Regions from separate parts of the Bombyx mori genome. Here region 2 is linked to region 1. Evidence: chromatin contacts called from public Hi-C data. All regions are on one chromosome and are shown on one strand. Each heading gives the region's core, a stretch centred on a gene start, on an enhancer-like site or on the middle of the called end of the contact. The rest is flanking DNA. Distances are from core to core; before and after follow the strand shown.

Region 1 (6,511 bases), core at 2,391-4,890:
TTCTCAGCGGGTCGCGATTCCGATCCGGTAGTAGATTCATTCGCGAAGCAGCTACTCTTGAGTTGTTAGGTCTCCCTTGGAAGCGCTCGGGTAGCTGTTAGCGAATCCCGCCCCTTCTGGCTGAGGCTTTGCTCGCCCACCTGTCCTTGTGAAACTGGAAAGGCCTCAGGCCCACCAGTAAACCCTCAATCATAAAAAAAAGAAAAAAAATATATCGAGTTGATCAACAGTAACATGCTTATAGTGATTTTTTCATTTCATTGTTTTGAGATTCGATTTGAGAACAATCATCAACAGGCTCATCAAACAAATGTTTCTAGGTAATATAAATAAATAAATAAAAAACATAATTTGTTTAATAAAAGGTCAACAAGAAAACAATGACATAATATGTTGTTTTTCGACAATTTCTCGATGATCTTCAATTAATTTTCCAGTTGCTCGTTGCTTTATGAGGTCGTGTGAGGTAAGGTTGGCCCGTTGATCATTGGTTAACCTGAGTTCAGGAGACGGACCATTTAAGGGGCGGCGCCGATTGTCGCAACCGCAGACTTACTCACACGTAGTAAAACGAGATGCGGGTTTATCGGAACTTAGTTATATGTTCACGCGAAGCCGCTCAGATTAATTGTGATGATGCGAAAACAATAATGTGGTTTTTATTCAATTTTAATACGCTTTTATTATCTTCAGACGTTTGTATGTAACGTAATCTTTGAACATGATTTTGACCCCCTTTAAAACGTCGGATTACCTTGAAATTTTGTATACTTATTAAGGACGGATGACAATTCAATTAAAAAAAAAATTGAAAAAGTTTAAATTTAACTAAAAAATGAAAAATAAATAATATATTAAAAACCTAACAAAATACGCTTGTATAGAAATACCCATTTAAAAAATAGAAAATAAATTTTAATAAATTTGAATAAAAAATAGTGTAAGAAAAAATGATTTTATTGTAAAAAAAGCGTGAGGTGCGTGCGATGGTAAAAACGAAATGGTGGCATAATCTCTCTCATGGTGGTCTCAAATAATTCCTCAGAGCACTCCCCATGGAACATACGGTACAAAATACAGAGGGAACCGAAGTCCCTTCGCAGACCCAGAGGTTCCAAACGATCCGTGAGAATTGTGTAACACATTTAGTATTCTTTTGTTTATTACTAATATGTGTGCGGGTACCGTAGGACCGATCAGTGCAACGAATCTAGGAGAAATCTACGTTGCTGTGGATGTGTATGGATTGATCTTCTTATCAGCCCACAGACATCCACTGCTGGACATAGGGCTCCCCCAAGCCTCGCCACAAACACCGGTCCTGCGCTGTCTGCATCCAACGAATCCCCGCGAATCTCAATAGGTCTAATAAAACCACGAATAAAATGAATGAGATAATGGTTGAGAAAGAACTACTTTATTGTTTGTTAATTGACTATGGTACACTACTATCCTAGTGCATATTTTAATCACTAGATGACGTTAGTATGAATTAAACTATTATTATTTTGATATTAATGAAAATATTTAACAAGGTCGTCGGTCCATCTTGTGGGATTGATCATGCAGACCCAATTCATTCACGTTGAAATATTTTAAACGTGTTGTGTATGATTTGTGTATGTCTATCTAAATAATACATTGAATGTAATATATTATGTTAATTTGTTTTATGCAAATGCGTGTGTTTTGTTTTGTGTATTTTCGTTTACTTTAAGAAGCTCTTGTATGTTAATGATTTTACGATGATTTCAATAATGTTATAACATAAAAATGAGTTCTTTAAATTAGCGAAATCCATCGAATAGATTCAATAAAACGCGTGATCAAATCGTGATAAATGGAAATTTTAAATCCAATTGGCGCCAAAACGTTGTTGTAAATAAGTCCACGCACGTAACAAAATTCCGAATTGTTTTCAAGGTCTGTCTATAAAGTGATAAACTCATTTGGTATCCCTATGGTGTGGACGGACACCTAGTAGCATATCAATGTTAAGGGAACGCACGTTTGATTATCAATTTTTAATATCTAAACAAGACGCGTCAATATCTGCACGTAGGCCATTTGCACGGACGTATTTTGAGGATAAGTTAGCGGTTCCTTTGAAATATGTATAATAATATATTAATACGTGAAGCAAAATCTTTGTACCTTCACGAAAATTGCGCGTACGGAGGAGTTTGAAATTTCTCACATTTACAGAGAATATAGAGAAGGAGTGCAGAATGTTATTTTTTTTTATTATACATAAAAAAACATGAAATCAATAAAGAAAACATTACACACACTATCATGTAATACATACACTGTGCTTATTGTCAAACTTTTGTTATTGTTAAAGTCTGTGGTCATATTGAGAATGGATTATAATTGTTTGTCTTTATTATTTTTTGTCTATAGTGTATTCTAGGCGAAATCTGTTATTATAGAAGTTTAATAAATAGTCTTTGACAATAGAACCATAATAATATCCAAACTTATAGTTTTAATTAATTATAGTCGAATTTCGACTACAGAGGGTCCACTAGCTATTATTATAATACAACCGATAATGTTAAAGGTTTATTGTTTGCCTATCAATAATACAACAACGAAGCAAGGAATCGTAGTTACTTTTGCTTATGATAACTTTTTATGAGCCGTTTATATTTTTGACTCACACCGCTTTGTATAAGTACCATTTATGTATAAAACATAACATTTCATTCGAATGATTATGATGGTGGTTTTTAATTGTATTTAAAATTAAGGAGCGTATAGTTTATTAGGTCTACATGTTAAATGCTACAATGTCACGATACCACGAAACACGAAGAATCAGATGTGAGGTCTATCGTCTCAATTGTATTGTAACGACGGACGCCCGCACTAATATGACTGTTTATTGCCAGAAATAGGTAGATTAGTGATACGTAAGCTTGTAAACTCATTATAAACCCTACATCAGCAAAGATCAAAGTACCTAATAAATCTGCGAATTCGATTTTTATCGCATACTTTATTTGTTCATTGTGAAAGGCGTTTGTAAACACGTGCTACACTTAAATAATTAAGGACTAAGAAAATTTTGTATGGATCCCACAGCTCTAAACTCTCAGAGGGGAAAGCATTCTGGGTCTCATACTTATATGGCGTTGATTGATCCAAATATATTAATAGTTTTTTTTTCTTCTTTACAGTTGGAGAACGTCCAGTGCTGTTTGGACTTTCTTCATGCGCAGAAAGTCCAAGGCATTGAACAAGTGACAGCAATAGACATAAGGGATGCGAAACTTAAAGCTGTTCTAGCACTATTCTTCGCACTGAGTCGTCACAAACAAGCATCGAAACAAAGGACAGCGCCATCTATTGGAAACATACCGAACATCAATAAAAACTCCAGTGAAGATGTATCTCTCAGTTCCATACAACGAATCACAGGTGGCAGCAGTTGCGAGGAAATTTTAACTGCGTCTGGCAACAACGTAGAGATGACGACACTAACAGCGAACAGGTATTTATTTTAATAATTTAATATTTTAAGTTTCTTTATTTTCCATATTAGAGCTTGGTTTGTTTTTGGATTTCACTTACTTTATTAATATGACAACACAGCCACATAAAATGTTATGTAGTGCAGCTACACGCTAACAGATGTCGCTAAAAACAAAACCGTACGAACAAAAAGTTTATATTGGTTTTGGTATTTTTGAGATGTGGTGTTGTAGGTTCTTGTAATTTTTAATATAAATAAATATATAAACAAATGAAATAAAACAAATAAAAGTATGGTTTTCAATAATCAATATTAGGCTCATTCTATGACGTAGATATAATTTCTGTTTTTTGTACAAAACTATAATAAGAAATAAGACTGAAGATTATCTCATTCAAAATAAGCAGTTGACACAATACGTTAAGTGATAAAATCTGTGAATTTTATTAATGATAAATTATCATCAATTAAAGAAACATTGTAGAACAGCACACTGCTTTATTAACTTTTTATAGTATAGCTTGCTTAGCTTGTCCACTTTTGTCTAATTTTTATTTATTGCTTAGATCGGTGGACTAGCTCATAGCCCACCTGGTGTGAAGTGGTCACCGGAGCCAATAGACATCTACAACGGAAATGCCACCACCTACCCTGAGATATAGTTCTAAGGTCTCAGTTTTTACAGAATAACTAGCTGGCCCGGCAAACGTTGTTTTGCCATATAAATTATTTCTAGGAACGATAAATAACCTAGATGCCGACTGCAGCGCCATCTGCCGGACTGGTTTGTAAACCATTCTCGAATCCACCTGAACGTGTACAGAAAATTTCATTAAAATCAGTTCAGCCGCTTAGGATGAGTTCAGTGACACGCACAGAAAAAATATATATATAAAGATTTGTATTTTTCAATGTATTAAATCTCACACAAAGTTGTCGAGCACTCGCTTACATCGTAATCAAGGGCGAACCTTGGTGTTTATTCTTAACCGGTCGTAACTCAACAACGCCGGCACGAAGCGGACGCAAATGTACAATATAACCGCTTAAGGGAAAGCTATAATGTGATTTAGTCACTCGATTAGGCAATAACAGTTACTGTGTATATAACTGTATACAGTATTTAGTAATATTACAAAATTAAAACATAATACCGTAATAACCCGTCTAAATAATAATAAAGAATAGGCATTGAACTATATTACGCAAAGGCGGATCCAGGGGGGGGGGTCATGGGGGTCATGACCCCCCTCTGAGCTGCTTCCAAGACTTAGGTAAACCACTAATTGAACATAATGATTTTATTTATATATTTTGTCACCATACACATTTTATGTAACTACATACCTTCAATATTTAATTAATTTAATATAATATAATAACTTTGTATGATGGCAGAATGAACGCATCGAAAATTTTACAATGTGACCCTCTCCTGGCGCCAAAGCTGGATCCGCTCTTAATATTACGTATTCCTCGTAGTACCTCAATGAGAATAGGTATAATTATATTTTATAAGTACGTAGGTATAAGACGTAAGTATATAATAGCAAATAATATTTTTTTTAGGTTTTATTTATTTTTTATTTATATAATAGGTACCTATACTTTTCGTATACCACAGCGGGGAAACACAAACAATATGAATCACCTTACTTTATTAGAACAAAGTCTAAATTTTTCTATGCATTGCTTTTCTAGTTTAAAAAAGGAACGGGTCTTTGTTGGGATATAACCAGAATGGTGATACCTACGGGTATGGGAGTAACCATTGACAGTCAAGACAAGTATTAGGAGTTAGAATAGAGTAGTTTACGAAAATGAGGTTCCTCACCTTAAACTGAAAATATAATTCGGCGAGACTGCATGCGGTCAAATTACAATTGCTTAGGGCTATCTTTTAAAATGAATATGCCGGTGCTATGGATCATCGGTGGAGATAGTAATTGAAACGAAGCCGCTAACTTTTGTTTTTCTTCTTCTTTCTTGAAGCACTGCTCTTGCTAGGGTTAGTGTTAGCAACGTCGCCAGGTTTGAGCCCCGTGAGCTCACCTACTTGTTAGGGTTACGCTGAAATGGTCTCATAAGAAAATCACCTTAGCCACGAAAAAAAATAATTGTGTTTTGTTTTGGTGTTTTTGGGCTCCAGTAACCATTTAGTACCAGGTGGAGTTTGTCTGGGTTCTTTAATACAACGGCTGCTCTACTCTACCGTTCAAACCGGAACGCATTACTCGTAGAAGCGATCATATTGCGAAGTCATCGGTGGACGTGTGTTAAGTACGTGATTTCTCTATTAAAATTCATTAAAAATTGGATTCGAACACCAGCTGGTGGTAGGACTTCTTGTGAGTCCGCACGGGTAGGTACCACCCTGCCTGTTTCTGCCGTGAAGCAGTAATGCGTTTCGGCTTGAAAGGTGGGGCAGCCGTTGTAATTATACTTGAGACCTTAGAACTTAGATTTTAAGGTGGGTGGCGCATTTACGTTGTAGACGTCTATGGGCTCCAGTAACCACTTAACACCAGGCGGGCTGTGAGCTCGTCCACCCATCTAAGCAATAAAAAAAAGCCTAGATACATCGCTCGATACGATTACGTACACCAGACGTCTTATCCTTTAGGCCACGATGACATAATGACGATTTTCCCGTTCGAAAGAAAATAAAAGAAAGAAATCCAATTCCGAATCTAATTATAACAACCAAAACATTTCCTCCGATGATACAAATCCCATACAAACCTCGACCAATTAGTGTTAAGCTTGTTAACTGTTAGCGAATGCTTAACAAGCTTGATTCAAGCTAAATCCCTATTCGAAACTTCAGTTGAGCCCGGCAGTTGAACATCCAACCCTAATACGAGATATTAATAAATTTACAAAGACTAGTGGCCCCGCAGTAGTCGAAATTCGACAATAATTAATTGAAATTATAAGTTTAAAAATTATTATGGTTCTATTGTCAAACGCTATTATAATTCGATAATATAATCACAGTGTTCGCCAAAACTGCACTATAGATCAATAATAATA
Region 2 (6,223 bases), core at 1,983-4,482, 140 kb before region 1:
AACACGGCTAACAAAGAGATGGCTAAGTCCTAATAAAGCGTTTACAATGCTTTTAATTGGTCGTGCCACATTATAGTTTTTTTCTTTTTCTTTATTGGTTAGATAGGTGAAGGAGCTCACAGTCCAGCTGGTGTTAAGTAGTTACTGAAGCCCATAGACATTTACAACGTAAGTGCGCCACCCACCTTGAGATGTAAGTTCTAAGGTCTCAATATAGTTACAACGGTTGCCCTACCCTTCAAGCCAAAAGCAACGCAAAGGCGCCGTCACCCGAAACATGTCTTGTCTTGGATTCCCCGGGATTCACTCTTTTAGGCTCCTTAAGAACTGGTCACCGTCCTCGTACAACTCGTCAATTACGACGAAGAGTTCGATGAGCGAATTAACTCATAGACGCAGCACACTGAGTTTCTCGCTGGGTCTTTTTAGTTGGTCGCGATTCGATCCGGTAGTACATTCTGCGAAGCACTACTCTTTCTAGGGCTAGTGTTAGCAAATTCTCTTACTTTGAGCTCTTGAGCCGACTCGTACACGCGTAGCTGGAATAGCCCCTTATGCTATTCGTGAGTAGGTAGGAAAAAGAAAAACATCATAGTAATACATTAATTAAATAGAATTACATTACATTGCAAGGAACGGAACATATTTTCAAGTAAACACAATCATTATTGATTCGAAATAAACAACAGTAATTCCATTTGAAATAATAGAATCCCTCATGGATAAATCAACTTGTCCTACTGTTATTCTTAACACTACGTTTTCAAAACGACATCCGGCCGGTCTGTCTGAGGTATCCGTTATCTTATGTTCAGCCGTTTATGTTGAACAGTTACCTGAGATACATGCTGATCAGTTTTTTATTCTAAGCAAATACAATGTTTATACTAAAAGCTGTGTATAAATTGCACTTAAGAGTTTAGATAAATTGGAAAATAGCACCCAATTGCCGTTGCAATATCGATTTTAACACAACCAATAGGCTTTGCGTATACTGGGTGTTAAGAGGCCACTTCCGAAAACGAAGACAGACGATAGTACGAATAACACCTTTGATGATGGAGTTATTTAGACAAATCTTGTAAATAAGTATTTCAGCAATCGCGCGAGTCTGCGCTGCGCTACGCCGCGCCTGTGCGTTCGTTGATCCGAGCATCAGCTGTTTTTGATTTTGTGTTTCATTGCTGGTTTTTTTAGTAATGTATTTTGTACGAAACTATCGTTTCATTTAGGTGTACTAACATGATGGAGCGTAAATAATGCTAATAAAACGTTTTAAAATATGATTTTTTTTTTAAATCAGTATCGATTTGTTTTCCGTGCCATCATCAAAGGTGTCATTAGTAGTTATTGTCTGTCTTCGTTTTCGGAAGCGGTCTCCTAACACCCAATATAATACATTAACTACTTGAATTAAATTAATTAGTTCGACTACTTTTACAAATACTCATATTGAATTTAGTATATTTGTGGAACTTTATCAACTACTTATTGAATATTTTACATTATACAAAATAAATTCGATGTGAGAAACATTATAAATATAACGGCTATCTTGATTGGTTTTGTAGACTCTTCTGTTTTACTTTTAGCTTTTTTGAATCATCACTGGCAATTCGGAGCCAAATTCCATTGAGTAATTTACACAGGAGCTATACAAACCCTTTCCGTGTCAGAGCGGAAAACAAATGGCGCCATTAGAGAAAATAACTAGATATCTATCGGCTGGTCCCATGTGCAACGTCAACTTATAATTAGATTACAATCGAACTGGTTCGTGTTTCATAGTTAACTACAACTGCGTAAATGAAACGCAACGGGAAAAAACGTATCATTAGGATGGTGTTCCAATTACATGAAATGAAGATCAAAATAAAATTTTATGATTTATGTTAAATTTAGTATAGATAAGAATGAAGAAATCCTTTTTGTAATTAACACTTCAGTGATATACTTAAATGTAGACAGCTAAAATGTTAAATATCAATAATAATGACAAGTCCAAGACGATTTAAAATTAGTGTGAGCCAGTGCACAGCCCAAAGTCTAGACTGGGATTCTCCATCAGCTGCGACAGGAACAGTAAAGAGAAGGAGATCATCATATCCGGAGCACGCTAAGAATATCAATCAAACTCAGGAACATAACACAATATTTGAAGCGCAAACCCCTTCTGACTCTGGCAGTGGCACTTCAAGGACTGTTAGTGAAAACGATAAGTCTGATAGTCTTATTGATGTAGAAGAGAGGATATCATGTATTATCAATGAAAATAGATCCTCTAACTCTGAATCTAGTGATGTAGATATCATAATAGAAAACATCTTAGAAAATTCTATAGAAGAAAACTTATGTGAAGTGCACAATGAAACGTTTGTTCATGATAGAGGTAAAACTTTTATACGCGATAAGAAAGTTCCAAATAAACGTAATTCTCAAGAAGAAGCCACACAAGACAAGAAATGTAAAGATCGAAAACCCAAAACGTCTGCACCGATTAAAAAAATAAATAAATCCACTGACGTCGTAAAGAGTCAGAGTAAATTCGCGAAGGATATCAAAAAGTTAGAAGATAAGTCTAGCGTTTTACCGGTTTATAAAAGTACGATTCCTGGTAGATCTACTGATCTGAACAGTAACGCTAAAAAGAAGGTCATATCAAAGTTGAAGTTGCCTTTCACTCCGCCTTCTGCAAAAACAATGGATAAACCAAAGATAAATTTCTTTCAAAACCGGACCAACGTGGAAGGTGCAAAACCGTCGCCTCTACTCTCATCTCCCGTCAGAAGAACAATATCAAACGAATATGTGAGGCTTAAATTTTCTAACGACACAGTGATCAGACGAACTATTGACGGAAAGTCCGCACCAAAAATAACACCTAAAATACAATCGATAATCCCTGAAAGTCCCGTCGATACCGAAGATCCCTTTCTTAATTTAAGTCCGAACAAAAAATACACTGTGACCACGAACAATAAAGTCAGATGTGATAAAGACAACTACGTGATTTTCGATCCGGACACTGGTTTTAGTCAGGGCCTATCCCGTTCTCGTATCCCGCAAATGTCACCTGTAAGTGACAAATCGCGAATACCACTCAAATCGCTCGAGCAAAGTACCAGTGCAGTGCGTAAACCAGCAAACGTTAGTGACTCGGATAGTGGTATACTATCGCCCAATTCTCCTGTGGATACTAGTGAAAAGAGTGCTTATTATGTGAACGCGGCTGTTTTCAGCGAGACAGCGAGGCAGTATACTTCTGAACTGGACATAACTATACTGGATCCAGTCCTGGCAAAGAAAGCTGCTGAGCAGATACAGGTAAGTCAAAACAATTACTAATACATAAATTTCACAATATTGTTTTTTTTTCTGATTTATTTTAAACTATTTTAGTCGATACCTCGAATACATCATTGTTTTATTAGTGAACAAACATCAAATCCAACCACTGTTCTGTTATGTTCAATGATTGAACATCAAGAAGTGTTTTAAATAGTAATTTTATGTTCATGACATAATAACGAATTATTCGTTTAATATTTTTTTAAATCTGCAAATAATGTTTGTAGCGACATCTGTTGTACATTAGGAAAATGAACCATAGTAAAGATGAAGAGCACGCTATGGGTTTTCGTAAATTAGATTTGTATTGATTTCATAAATTGAGAGTTTTTTGTCATTACTATTGCGCGATATTTTAATTGCAAATACTTTTGAAATATATTCCTTTAATAAAAGAAATCAAACAATTATTTTGTTTTGGACAAAATAGTGTCACTACTCGCCACTAGGTGGCACTGTTCTCCAGTTCTATTGAGAAAATCTTTTATTCTTGTTCTCGTTATTCATACGGCACCACACAGGCGTATTATTTAAAAGCAATCGTGCAGTTAATTTTTAAATGGGACCATTTAGCTCAAATAGCGGTGGCATGCGCCTGGAGTTCAGTTTTTTAATTATGGCACATTCGCTTACAATGTGTGATAGCAGAGACCACAAATTGTGGGTTGTCTGTTTATTTATGTTTATTTCTATAAAAAGCCTCATAATTATTGACGAATCTAATTTTTATTTTTAACTTAAGAGAACAGCTACATTGAATACCTCTCAATTTGTCGAATCATTTTTTCTCTATTAGCAAGAAATTGAAATTATTCCAAATCACAGTTATTTTGAAAGAAAAAAATTTGGAACAGTTTTATCATTTCGTCCACTCGAATATTTTCAGAAAGCTTTCCACAACAAAGTGCTTCGCTTGTTCACAATAGCAATTACTAGATTATTAACGAGTTGTCGCTTGTTATTCATTGCGTTTTACTTTAATGATTGAGTGTAGAAAATAAATGTTGTACAAATGACATTGAGACACAATATAAGTATTGTAAAATAGGTATTGTTTTAAACAGTTATAAGTATTGTATTGTTTCTATAAGAAATCGTCGAAATACTAAATTTAATTTTTTGCAAAATAGAAAATGTTAATGTAATTTATTTGATAAATTTTGGGTTTCGGTTTGACATTTTTTTAAATAGTTTTTAATTATGTACCTAATTAGCTAATTAGCTTTTTTAAATAGTTTTTCATTAGCTACGCAAAATTTTAAGGAGTTTTTAGGTCCATTATACGTTACTTTTGTTCCAGTTTTTTTATATATATATTTTCCGGCATTGTTTATTAAACAGCCTCTGAATAGGCTACATTCTTGTACAACAAATAAGCTCTATATAATAATACTTGATGGGTACATAAACTCAGAAATTGTAAACTAAAATACTTTTTATAGGAGTTCCCTCAATAGTTTCTAATCGAAAAAAAACCCCACTAAATACTAGTTTTATCGATTTCATATTTAACTTATTGCATGTCTATAGTGATTTGCAGTTTGCAATTTAATGCAGTACCACACTCAAATCGCATATGCATTCGACCTGTGAGAATCACCTGCCTGATTGCGACGGCGCGTGTACCGAATGTAATTTACTTCGAAGCATTCCATTCATGTTTTAAGAGAATTTATTGAAATCAAATCCATTGATCTGTATGCGAAACGAGCTTTGTACCATAAAATTCTGTCTTTCTTTACGTTTCAGCTCTATGAAAACCGAATTATATCCATTGATTTAAAATTTCATCAAAATTATTTGTGACATTTTTAAGAAGTCATCTGTAAATTTAAGTTATTATTATATAGTATACTGGGTGACCCGGCAGACTTCGTAGTGCCTGAATCGATAAATAGAAAACCTAAGCTTTTGTATAAAATAAACTTAAAACAAACAAAAGGAATCCGTCCGACGGGGGACACATCAAAGGAAAAACAAAATTGTTATTTTTATTTAATTCCGAGCATTTTGATATTTATCTACCTTCTAAACCTTGTCTGACTTCCACAAAAATTCAAGACCAAAATTAGCCAAATCGGTCCAGCCATTCTCGAGTTTTAGCGAGACTAACGAACAGCAATTAATTTTTATATATATGGATAAACGAATTTTCATTGATTTTTTTTATTACTTAATTGGGTGGACGAGCTCACAGCCCGCCTGGTGTTTAGTGGTTACTGGAGCTCATAGACATGCGCCACCGAAATTGAGATATAAGTTCTAAGGTCTCAGTATAGTTATAACGGCTGCCCCACACTTAAAACCAAAACGCATTACTGCTTCACGGCTGAAACAGGCAGGGTGGTGGTACCTACCAGTGCGGACTCACAAGAGGTCCTACCACCAGTGAATGATTATGCCAATAGTTCGCGTCATGGAGAGGAGAAGAATCTTGAATAACAGATACTGATTGGTAAAGTCTTACTTTCAATAATAGTTATCCAACAATACCAACTGATAGAATTATATTTTTTAAACTAAAATGACAACTTTAAGATTCCCATAATAAAATTAAAAGTAGTACCCCAAATCTTCCAAGTTCTAAAATATCTACAATTACTAATTTTAAATTAATTAAGCGCGGCCCCAAAAATTCCGAAGATGAAAATTCTGAACGTCAGGTAATGATTGGCGTTTATGTCACTAAGGAGTGCAAACAGCTTCATCCTCGAGGTAAGCACGCACTCCCAGCCTCTCTTCACGAGGGTCCTCCATATTCCCGGGCCGTGTACGGTCTTTGTACGTTAATGTAAAACGTGAAAATGTTTCATCACTTAATTTAGCTACGCGAAAACCGTGCGGTTTCGCCGAAGGCGTAAAGCCTGGAAATTTT

Evidence for each region. A called contact is a pair of places that touch in the nucleus more often than the background predicts.
Region 2: a contact with region 1 is called in a Hi-C map of whole pupa, with 4 times the contacts expected there. The contact joins two enhancer-like sites. A contact is called at or near these places in 3 of 7 Hi-C or Micro-C datasets (middle silk gland, posterior silk gland and whole pupa).

What each region holds. Positions count from the first base shown.
Region 1 is chr15:7,266,665-7,273,175 of ASM3026992v2, reverse strand. It overlaps LOC101747129 (protein sickie), which reads left to right. Exons shown (of 35, transcript XM_062672477.1): 4 at 3,183-3,496. Among protein-coding and RNA genes, the nearest start is that of LOC134200185, 44 kb to the left of the region's middle. Within about 2 kb of position 3,640, at least 8 of the 8 cell types and tissues checked have open chromatin away from gene starts, as enhancers often do.
Region 2 is chr15:7,406,645-7,412,867 of ASM3026992v2, reverse strand. No RefSeq gene overlaps it. Among protein-coding and RNA genes, the nearest start is that of LOC105842547, 7.1 kb to the left of the region's middle. Within about 2 kb of position 3,232, at least 1 of the 8 cell types and tissues checked has open chromatin away from gene starts, as enhancers often do.